Linked DNA regions of Sus scrofa: regions 1 and 2 are each linked to region 3. Evidence: chromatin contacts called from public Hi-C data. All regions are on one chromosome and are shown on one strand. The core of a region is the stretch at or near the end of the contact, and the rest is flanking DNA. Distances in the headings are between cores, read along the strand shown.

Evidence for each region. A called contact is a pair of places that touch in the nucleus more often than the background predicts.
Region 1: a contact with region 3 is called in a Hi-C map of liver, with 4 times the contacts expected there. The contact joins two enhancer-like sites. A contact is called at or near these places in 5 of 47 Hi-C or Micro-C datasets (embryonic fibroblasts, liver and subcutaneous adipose tissue) and 1 of 2 datasets of contacts at active chromatin or transcription factors (skeletal muscle).
Region 2: a Hi-C map of liver shows a contact between it and region 3, with 1.9 times the contacts expected there. The contact joins two enhancer-like sites. A contact is called at or near these places in 2 of 47 Hi-C or Micro-C datasets (embryonic fibroblasts and liver).

What each region holds. Positions count from the first base shown.
Region 1 is chr17:1,208,558-1,211,257 of Sscrofa11.1, reverse strand. The region is part of intron 5 of DLC1 (rho GTPase-activating protein 7); the gene reads left to right. Among named protein-coding and RNA genes, the nearest start is that of KIAA1456, 150 kb to the right of the region's middle. Within about 2 kb of position 1,362, at least 13 of the 83 cell types and tissues checked have an H3K27ac peak or open chromatin away from gene starts, as enhancers often do. A contact at or near this core is called in liver, where this site is marked.
Region 2 is chr17:1,274,579-1,277,387 of Sscrofa11.1, reverse strand. The region is part of intron 5 of DLC1 (rho GTPase-activating protein 7); the gene reads left to right. Among named protein-coding and RNA genes, the nearest start is that of KIAA1456, 220 kb to the right of the region's middle. Within about 2 kb of position 1,512, at least 2 of the 83 cell types and tissues checked have an H3K27ac peak or open chromatin away from gene starts, as enhancers often do. A contact at or near this core is called in liver, where this site is marked.
Region 3 is chr17:1,421,513-1,424,437 of Sscrofa11.1, reverse strand. The region is part of intron 4 of DLC1 (rho GTPase-activating protein 7); the gene reads left to right. Among named protein-coding and RNA genes, the nearest start is that of C17H8orf48, 190 kb to the left of the region's middle. Within about 2 kb of position 1,422, at least 10 of the 83 cell types and tissues checked have an H3K27ac peak or open chromatin away from gene starts, as enhancers often do. A contact at or near this core is called in liver, where this site is marked.

The DNA.
Region 1 (2,700 bases), core at 113-2,612, 210 kb after region 3:
AAGTTCTTGAGGGTAATTCTTACTCTTTCGAGAAGGACAGTTCTGTAGGGTTAAAATATGTTTTATAAGAATGGGTAGTGAGTACAATCAGTAGTGTTTTCTTTCCATCTCAAATTAGTCAGAAATTTAGTTAATGTAAAAGGGGTAAGGTCCCCAGCTGAGAAAGGCTCTTCCTGTCTGTTGGCACTTTTCCTTGTGGGATCCTGTGTTGTTGTTACGGATTATCATGATCAGTGATAAGTGGGGTGTAGTAGTCCTGCTGGGGGGTCTTTTAATTAGGTCTACTGTATCTTAGTTTTTTCTCGACATATTCTCTTCTTGCTTTCATAATTGATGGTAAATAGAAAGAAAGTCTTGCCTATTTAGGATATATACATATATACATACATGTATATGTGTATGTACACACACACACACACACACTCTGTGTTTATAAAAAAACCACAGACTTTTGACAGACTGATAATAGCATTAAGGAGCTAAAATTTATCCTGCAGTTTGCTTCTGTTGTCACGTGTACTCTTCACAGCAACCTGACCAAGTAGATATCATTATTCCCATTTTACAGATGAGGAATCTGAGGTTGGGGAGAGTTAAATACCTTGCCTCAGATCACTCACTGTACATGACAGAGCTAGGATTTCAACCACATGTCTGTGCTGGTAGATTCTCATTATGGAGATATATTTGGCAGGAGGTGACTCAGTTGAGAAAACAACATTTGGTGGCCAGCTAGAGCCTTACAGGTACTTTGCAGTTTCCTAGGGCCCTCGTGCTGGTAGGTAGGGAGCCACAGTGTTAGTGTCTGGGGTTGACAAATGAGTGGTTTCTGTGTCTGCTCTGAGGGGCGTCATGGGTGGAGACCTAGTGTGTGTCTTTAATATTTGGGAAGGGGGTTTGGGAGACCATTTTCTAGCCTCTGTTGCCTGTACAGAACAATGCTTTCTTCAGTGAAAGTATTCCAAAATAATATTTCTAAGGAAAGCTTTCTCCCACATGTCACTGAAAACGTTTTGAGTGGCATCTTGAAAATGCCTACCTATTAAGAAATAATGTTCTTGGGCACCAAAAGGTAAAATATATTATTCCTTGCTAAAGTCGAGCCAGGATATGGTGGGACTCAGTCTTTCCTAGTTCTTCACCCTTGTGTTTTATTCTTCTACTCGAGTGAGTTTCATGGTGGAAAGTACTCTCCTTTTCTGTCCACACAAACCTCAACTTGGTGGCCTTCTCACTTCTCCACCCCCAGGAGAAAAATCAAAAGCTGACTGAAGGCTGAGGCCAGTGCAGAAGTCCTCAGATGCCTCTGACACCTCCCATCCACATTTTGTTCTCTTCCCTGCCCCACCTCCGAGTGTCCTGCCGGGAGGGCTGGAGGCTGCTTCCTGCTGCTCGACAGAAAGGCGCCTTCCTCCTCCTTGCAGGAGTCCAGAGGATGTCTGAGGGACAAAAGTTTTCCACACCCTGACGTTGTAGCATTTCCCAGGCAGCAGCACTTAGGAAGCCCAAGAGGAAGCGATGGGGAGGTGAAATGGCCCATGGCCCCTGCATATGGCTACTATACGCTAGCGGTGCCATGCCCTTTGTCACACTCAAGTGACAAAGTAGATAGAAGATGGCAAAATTCTGAAATCATCTTCACCTCCCCTCCAGAGTTTGGAGAAACTATCAGCTCATGAAAGACAGTTCCTCACAACTCCCTTTTTCAAACTGTGTAGCACCAAAGAGGGACCTTGTATTGTGCTTGTGCATTTGTAGAAGTCATTCCATGGGAAATTCCAGAACTTTGCAAAGGCAGCTTTGAAAAACTTTGCCTCTTCCCTACTAAGGTGCAGCTGAGTTTCCTGGAAGTTCAGTGACTAGTCCAAGGTCATATATAAGTTGAGGGGAACTTCAGACCCCTTCCTCCCCACATGTGTAAACAAAACAGGAAAGCAACAGAATGAGGATCTGCATTAATTTGTAGGAAAAATGTATGTTACAAAACCAGTAATGTTCCTAAACTAATCAGATGTACTTGAGTCAAAATTTGACCAGTAGATTGTGTTTGTTTGGGGGGCTGGGTATCATAAGCAATTTTTTTCTATTTCATAAATGATTTTGATGACAATTAATTCTTTAGCTCACCTTGAAGACAGTATACTTATTTTTCTTATACCTTTTGCACAAAACTGAGAAAGTCAAGTTGAACACAGGCTACTTGGAGGTATTACAGGTTTGGTCCCAGACAACCAGAATAAAGCAGGTCACACAAATTTTTTGGTTTCCCAGGGCATATAAAAGTTACGTTTACATTATACTGTAGTCTATTAAGTGTGCAATAGCATTGTGTCTAAAAAGCAATATACATACCTTAATTTTTAAAAAATACTGTTGGAAAAGTGGCCCAATAGACTTGGTTAAGGCATTTCACCTATAAAAACTTGAATATCTGCAAAGTGCAACAGAGTGAGATCTGCCTGTAGGGTTTCCTGTTTGAGGTTAGACATGAGAATCACTAAAAGCTTTTTGTGTATAACCAGTATCTGCCTTGTTTTTATTTTCATTCATCTTTGATAAGACAACTTGATGTTTCATGCTATTCTAGATAATCTTTTCTCTCTGAGGATGGGCTGAAATATGAGTGAACAGTTTCTTTAGAATTCCTGTTCTCTTTCTTTCAAACTTAAGGCTTCTATAGCACTATAGTTTCTACAGTAT
Region 2 (2,809 bases), core at 263-2,762, 150 kb after region 3:
CCAGACCCTCTTGCACATTCACCTGGGTGTTAGACACCACTCTCAGGGCCCCTGTCTGAGAGTAAGTACCAGCTATTCTTAGGGGTGCAAATGATGTATACTAGACTACACTGCAGACTGAAAAGAACTCTATTTTCCTACAGAAAATTAAAACTTGCAATGCGGTTTTGTTTTTCCTAGTGTGACTGCCCAATAATGCCAGTAATGCCATCTGGTCTTAATAGTTTCATTTTTAACATGTTATCACAAAATGCTCCATTACAAGATCAGCCCAGTTCAGGCAGTATGATCAAGAAGGTGCTAAGAAGAGAGCCAATTAATGTCATAGTTATAGTTATAATCCAAAATACAAGGCAGGTGCTTATACTACTAACCAATTGAAAAGCATTCTCTCCATTGAGTCATAGGTAAAGGCAATGGAGGCATTTGACCACAAGCATTCTCATAAATTTTAAAAACAGTCTCCTGAGCAAGTTAATAAATGAATGGAATGGTTCAGAATTTCCAGCCAGAGTGTGACAAGTAATTGGTGAAATCGGCAAAATATCTAGTGACCATTTAAAAAGATGTCATGTTTTAAGATCATTAAAGTACAACATTTTATTTGCTGATAATTTATTCCATTCGTAAAGTATCCTAGTCATAATGAAATGAAATAGCCATAACTTTAGCTTAATAAAATATTTTATTCCTTCTAAAACTTGTGAGTATGTGTGTGCATATACACTAAAATGTCTATATCTACAGTAATTTATTTATCTATGTAGAAATTTTTTCCTAATGCAGAAATTGAACTTTACCCATATCAATACTTATCAACAGAATATTAAAGCTGTTTTTAAAGGCTGAGGGAAATAGTGTATTTAACCTGAAACTATGCCAGGGGTTCTCATTACCTTGACCTTCAAATATCTGAAAATAAGTGAACTTGGTAAAGATATTTACTCCTGTCAGAGTTCAGCGCTGCCCACAGGCTCTCTGTTTTCCAATGCCCAGCCAACACAGACTCTATACATTAGCATGCACAGCAGAGTTTTTAGTTCATGGGTCTGTGAATCCTTGGAGTTCACTAGGCTGAATGGACCTCAGAAATATGTCTGGCTCTACAGCCTAATTTTTCTTTTTTGTCTTTTTTTGGGGGAGGGGGGGCCCACACTGGTGGCACATGGAAATTCCCAAGCTAGGGGTCCAATCAGAGCTGCAGCTGCCAGTCTACGCCACAACCACAGCAATGCGGGATCTGAGCCGTGTCTGTGACCTACACCACAGCTCAAGGCAACATGGGATCCTTAACCCACTGAGCAAGGCCCTTCTCCTGATGGATACTGTCAGTTTCATTACTGCTGAGACACAATGCAAAATCCACAGCCTAATTTTTCTTAACAAGAGTCTTTTCCCCCTGAGCCTTTTTGCCCCTACAAGCCTCAAAACTCTCTTTAAAGCCAATCTGTGATAGGCCTGCTTCAAGGATTCTGTTGGCCCAAAACACATCAAAGACCCAAGAAGTGACTAACTGCTAATGCTTAGGAGTCTGCGTGAGACTCATGATGGTGCCTCTCCCCATGGGAAACAGCAGAGCTGGAGATGAATCAGCACCAACCTTTAACAACTCCCCTTGAAAAGAGGTTGGATTTAAAATCAATGCCAAACTACAGGGCCCTTCTCTTATCATGTTATTTCCCATCCATTCTGTTTTGTTTCCCAAAAGGTTTATTTCATGTAAGGGACAAAAATCCTATCTCAAAGCTATTTTAAAAGGAATTTCCTCTTCTGTCCATAACCCTGAGGAACACTAGCCTTAAAAAGCAGGAGCCTGTGTTTACAACTAAGTACAGGAGGGGAAAGATATTCTTAGTGTAAAACTGGCAAAAATAATGGATGGGACACCAGTTCACTCTATCAGGCCATACAAACAGCAGACTCGTTGTTTAGACAAGATTATACGCAACTTCAGGTTTGCTCGCTTTCTTCCTTTTCATAAAAAATTCATTCTTCATGTCACTTTTGGGAACTGTCCCAAATTAGAAGTACTCATCCTAGTGTAATCCCAAAACCTGTAGAAGGAATCTAGATACTTCTTAGCACCTCTTGTTTATCTTCCTTGTTTCTAATTTCTGAATGAAGCTCCCTACTCATTATCTTGGCTGAGTAGAGTCCAGATATTGTTAAAAATAAATAAATAAGTAAAATTTTAAAAGAAGCAAGCATGGTGATTGTTGACATTTTATGCTGAGTTCCCTCTAGTATCTTACAGCCTAAAACAGAAAACACAGAAATTAATAATAGGACAAGACGTATGTGAAAACCACCTAAATACTATGAGTATGAGGCCCACAGGATCTTAGATTTCAGGAAGGACAAAGAGAGGTAAAGTGAGTGAAATAAGATTCAGGAGAGGCCTAGGAGTGGATCCCACTTTCCCACTATTCATTTCTCATTAAAGACTGACTTGGTAACTAAAATCTCAAGCTGTCCTTGAAAAAGAGAGGAAATATAATGCATTAAAAGGGGGAAGCTCTGATTTTGATAAATACAGTCATGGTATAGGAAGTGAAATAAATATTAAATGAATAAATGAATGAATGAGTAAATCAGTTAATAAGGAGGGGAGGAAGTTCCTGTTGTGGCTCAGCAGACTAAGAACCCGACTAGAATCCACGAGGATCAGGGTTTGATCCCTGGTCTCGTTCAGTGGGTTAAGGATCCGGTATTGCCGTGAGTTGTGATGTAGATCAGCAGCTGCAGGTCTGATTGGACCCTAGCCTGGGAACCTCCATGTGCCACAGGTGCAGCCCGAAAAAGACAGGGA
Region 3 (2,925 bases), core at 173-2,672:
ACTCAACAGAAAACCATCCTAAAGCCACAGATACAATTCAAACCCCACAAAATGATTGCTAATTGGGCCGAGAGGACAACATATGTTTATTTCTATAAAATCACTCTCCCAATTGAAAACCTTCCCAAGCTCTTGTCCTAATAATATCATATCATCCTCCTTTGCAAATGCAACTCAAAAAATCTCTCAAAACTCAATTCTGTCCTGTCTTCTTTGCACTGGTGTTGGCAGGTAGGCCAAGCACCAAATTCATCCTCAAATAGTTGAATTCAGATGAAGGAATACACAGAAGATAAAAATAAACCATAGAATGTTTCACTTCCACAAAGGATGTTAATTAGATTGTGGAGATTCTGATTTTAGGATTTCAAAGGGTACAGGAAAGTCCATGTGCTCCATGTGCTGAACTGTATAAAGAAAACAATCTCTTCTCAAAAATAAACAGGCACTGTTTTGGGTTTTTTGCACTATAATAAACAACATTGTACAAAGAAATAATTCATGGGACACTCTTTGGTAGGTAGAAGTTGCTTTTCCCATTCCTTCCATCCTGTATCATGCCCCTAATGAGGACTGAGCTATGGGGACTAACCTGTAAGCAGCTGCCAAGAACAGGAGATGAATGTATTACAGGATCTTTAAGGACAGCATAAGATCAATGCCAACAATTCTCTGAGTCGTGCGTTTCAGGAGGTCAAGGTCTGGACAGACTGAGTAAGGAACATTCCACATCCTGAATCATAAACACTGTAAGTTGCCCTTTTTCATGTAAAAGCCTGATCAGATGTCACCTTGCCAGAGACAGGACTGAAGATATGTACAGATGCGAAGGGGAAAGAGGCACCACAGGCAGGACCAGTGCTCGGGACTAAAGTTGAAACACAGCATTTTAAAGAGTGAGGGCAAGAGTTCCCATTGTGGCTCAATGAGTTAAGGATCCAACTTGTATCCAAGGGGATGCAGGTCTGATCTCTGGCCTACCTCAGTGGTGGGGGATCCAGTGTTACCATGAGCTGTGGTGCAGGTCACAGATATGGCTCCGATCCGGCATTGCTGTGGCTGTGGCTGTGGCCGGCAGCTGCAGCTCTGATTAGACCCCTGGCCTGGGAATTTCCATATGCCACAGTGCAGCCGTTAAAAAAGCAAAAGAAAAGAAAGAGTGAGGGCTTTTAAGCAGACATTGAGAAAACAAGGCAGAAGCTCAGAATCAAAAGGAAAACACATTGAATTCTATCCCACCACATCCTGGTTTTCAGCAGTATAAAAGTACAGCAACAGAGCCTCAAGGGAAACAGAGAGAGGAAAGGGAAAGAGGCAAAGGTCATGGCTGGGAGAGTGAACAGCAGCAGGAATGGGGGTTGGAGAGAAAGTATTCCCAGTGCCTACAAGAAAGGAAGGAAGGAAGTGATGCAGGGCAGCAAAGAATGCAAGAGAGCCCCAAGGTTTCCACAGAGAGCTGGCTGTGTAGAAAGGGCTGCTTGAATGGAGAAGGACTGAGGCAAAAGCTTCTGAAACGAACAGCAGGCAGATGACCTCTGATCAAATGCAAGTTGGAGACACCAGTCTGGAAGGAAAAAGGCCCATGTATCTGATCTTCTCCATGTCCAAGAATGGGTGAAGAGCTTTGATTCTATCTTGAGAGAGCACTTGAATGAACAGAAATAGAGATAAGATGTAGTCATGGACCGAAATTCACATCCCCTAGAGTTGAGCAGATTTCTAAGATTTTTTTATGCCTTTTCTTCCTGTCCTAGCTCTGAACGTAGGAGGAATAACACTAAAGTCTAAGTCACGGCATCCAGATTCTGTTTCCCAACTTTGCAGTTAATCCTTTGGGGGATTCTGTCAGGACCTCAGTTTATTCATCTTCAATATGAGCGTGCTGGAACCCCATTCATGGTGTTCACACTCATACCTCCCAACAGCCCACAGGGAACTTTGCAGAGCCTACAGCCTTCACGAGGCCAAGGCCACATCTATCTTGATCACTATCACCTGATCACACTTGACATAGTACCAGCAGTTTATAGCAGATGCTCAGTGAATGTGCAGTAAGTGAATTTAAGTAGACAACAATCCACGAAGCAGCTCAAAGCAGAGCTGTCCAGCTCCAGCGGTGCAGCACCTACTTCTTCAGCTGCCCTCTGCACCCAGGGTCATGGTGGACATACCAAACTGTAGGAAACCCCGTGTGCCCACTGCTGGACAGGACCGAGAGGCATCTCCTTACAAATCATGACTCTGTAGTCTCTATGCAGCCCATGTTGAATTGAAATGTAGAAATTAATCTGGTTTGGCCCAAATTCACCTGACCGGAGGATCACTTTTCCCATTTCACCCTCCACTTCAAAGTTTTGGTCTTTAAACCTTCTTGCTGGTACAATTCCTCCTCCCTTCACAGAAGATGAAAGCATTTTTCCAGACAGGCCTGCTGTGAGTGACTTCATGGAAATGAATATCTTGTGTCCCTAATGTGCCTCTCACATGAGGAACTCCTTGTATTTATTTATTTTTAAGAATAGGGCTGGGAGGTTGACGTTTCCATTAGCAGTTGAGTGATTTTTTTTTTTTTTTGAAATATAAAAACCCTCCTCCTCAGTGAGACATGCCTCACATTCCCGTCTCCCCACTTCAGGCAGTTATGTGCTACTAAATATGCAGTGGAAATGACACATGTCTGGAAACCCAGAAGCAACACCGTCTCGAGGCTGCTTGCTCAGTGGTGTACAATGAAAGTGTTGTAGGAGGTTAATTGAGGAAGGCAGACTCCTGGATTCTCAAAAGTGAAATCTGTGGCACCTTTTGCATTTGGATGTGATGTGCTCCAAGGCACCTTGTGTTTGCAGGCTGATTCCACAGGATAAAGGCACAGATTCACTGACCTTCCAGAGAATCCCGGAAATATCAGTGTCTTAAGGGGAGCTG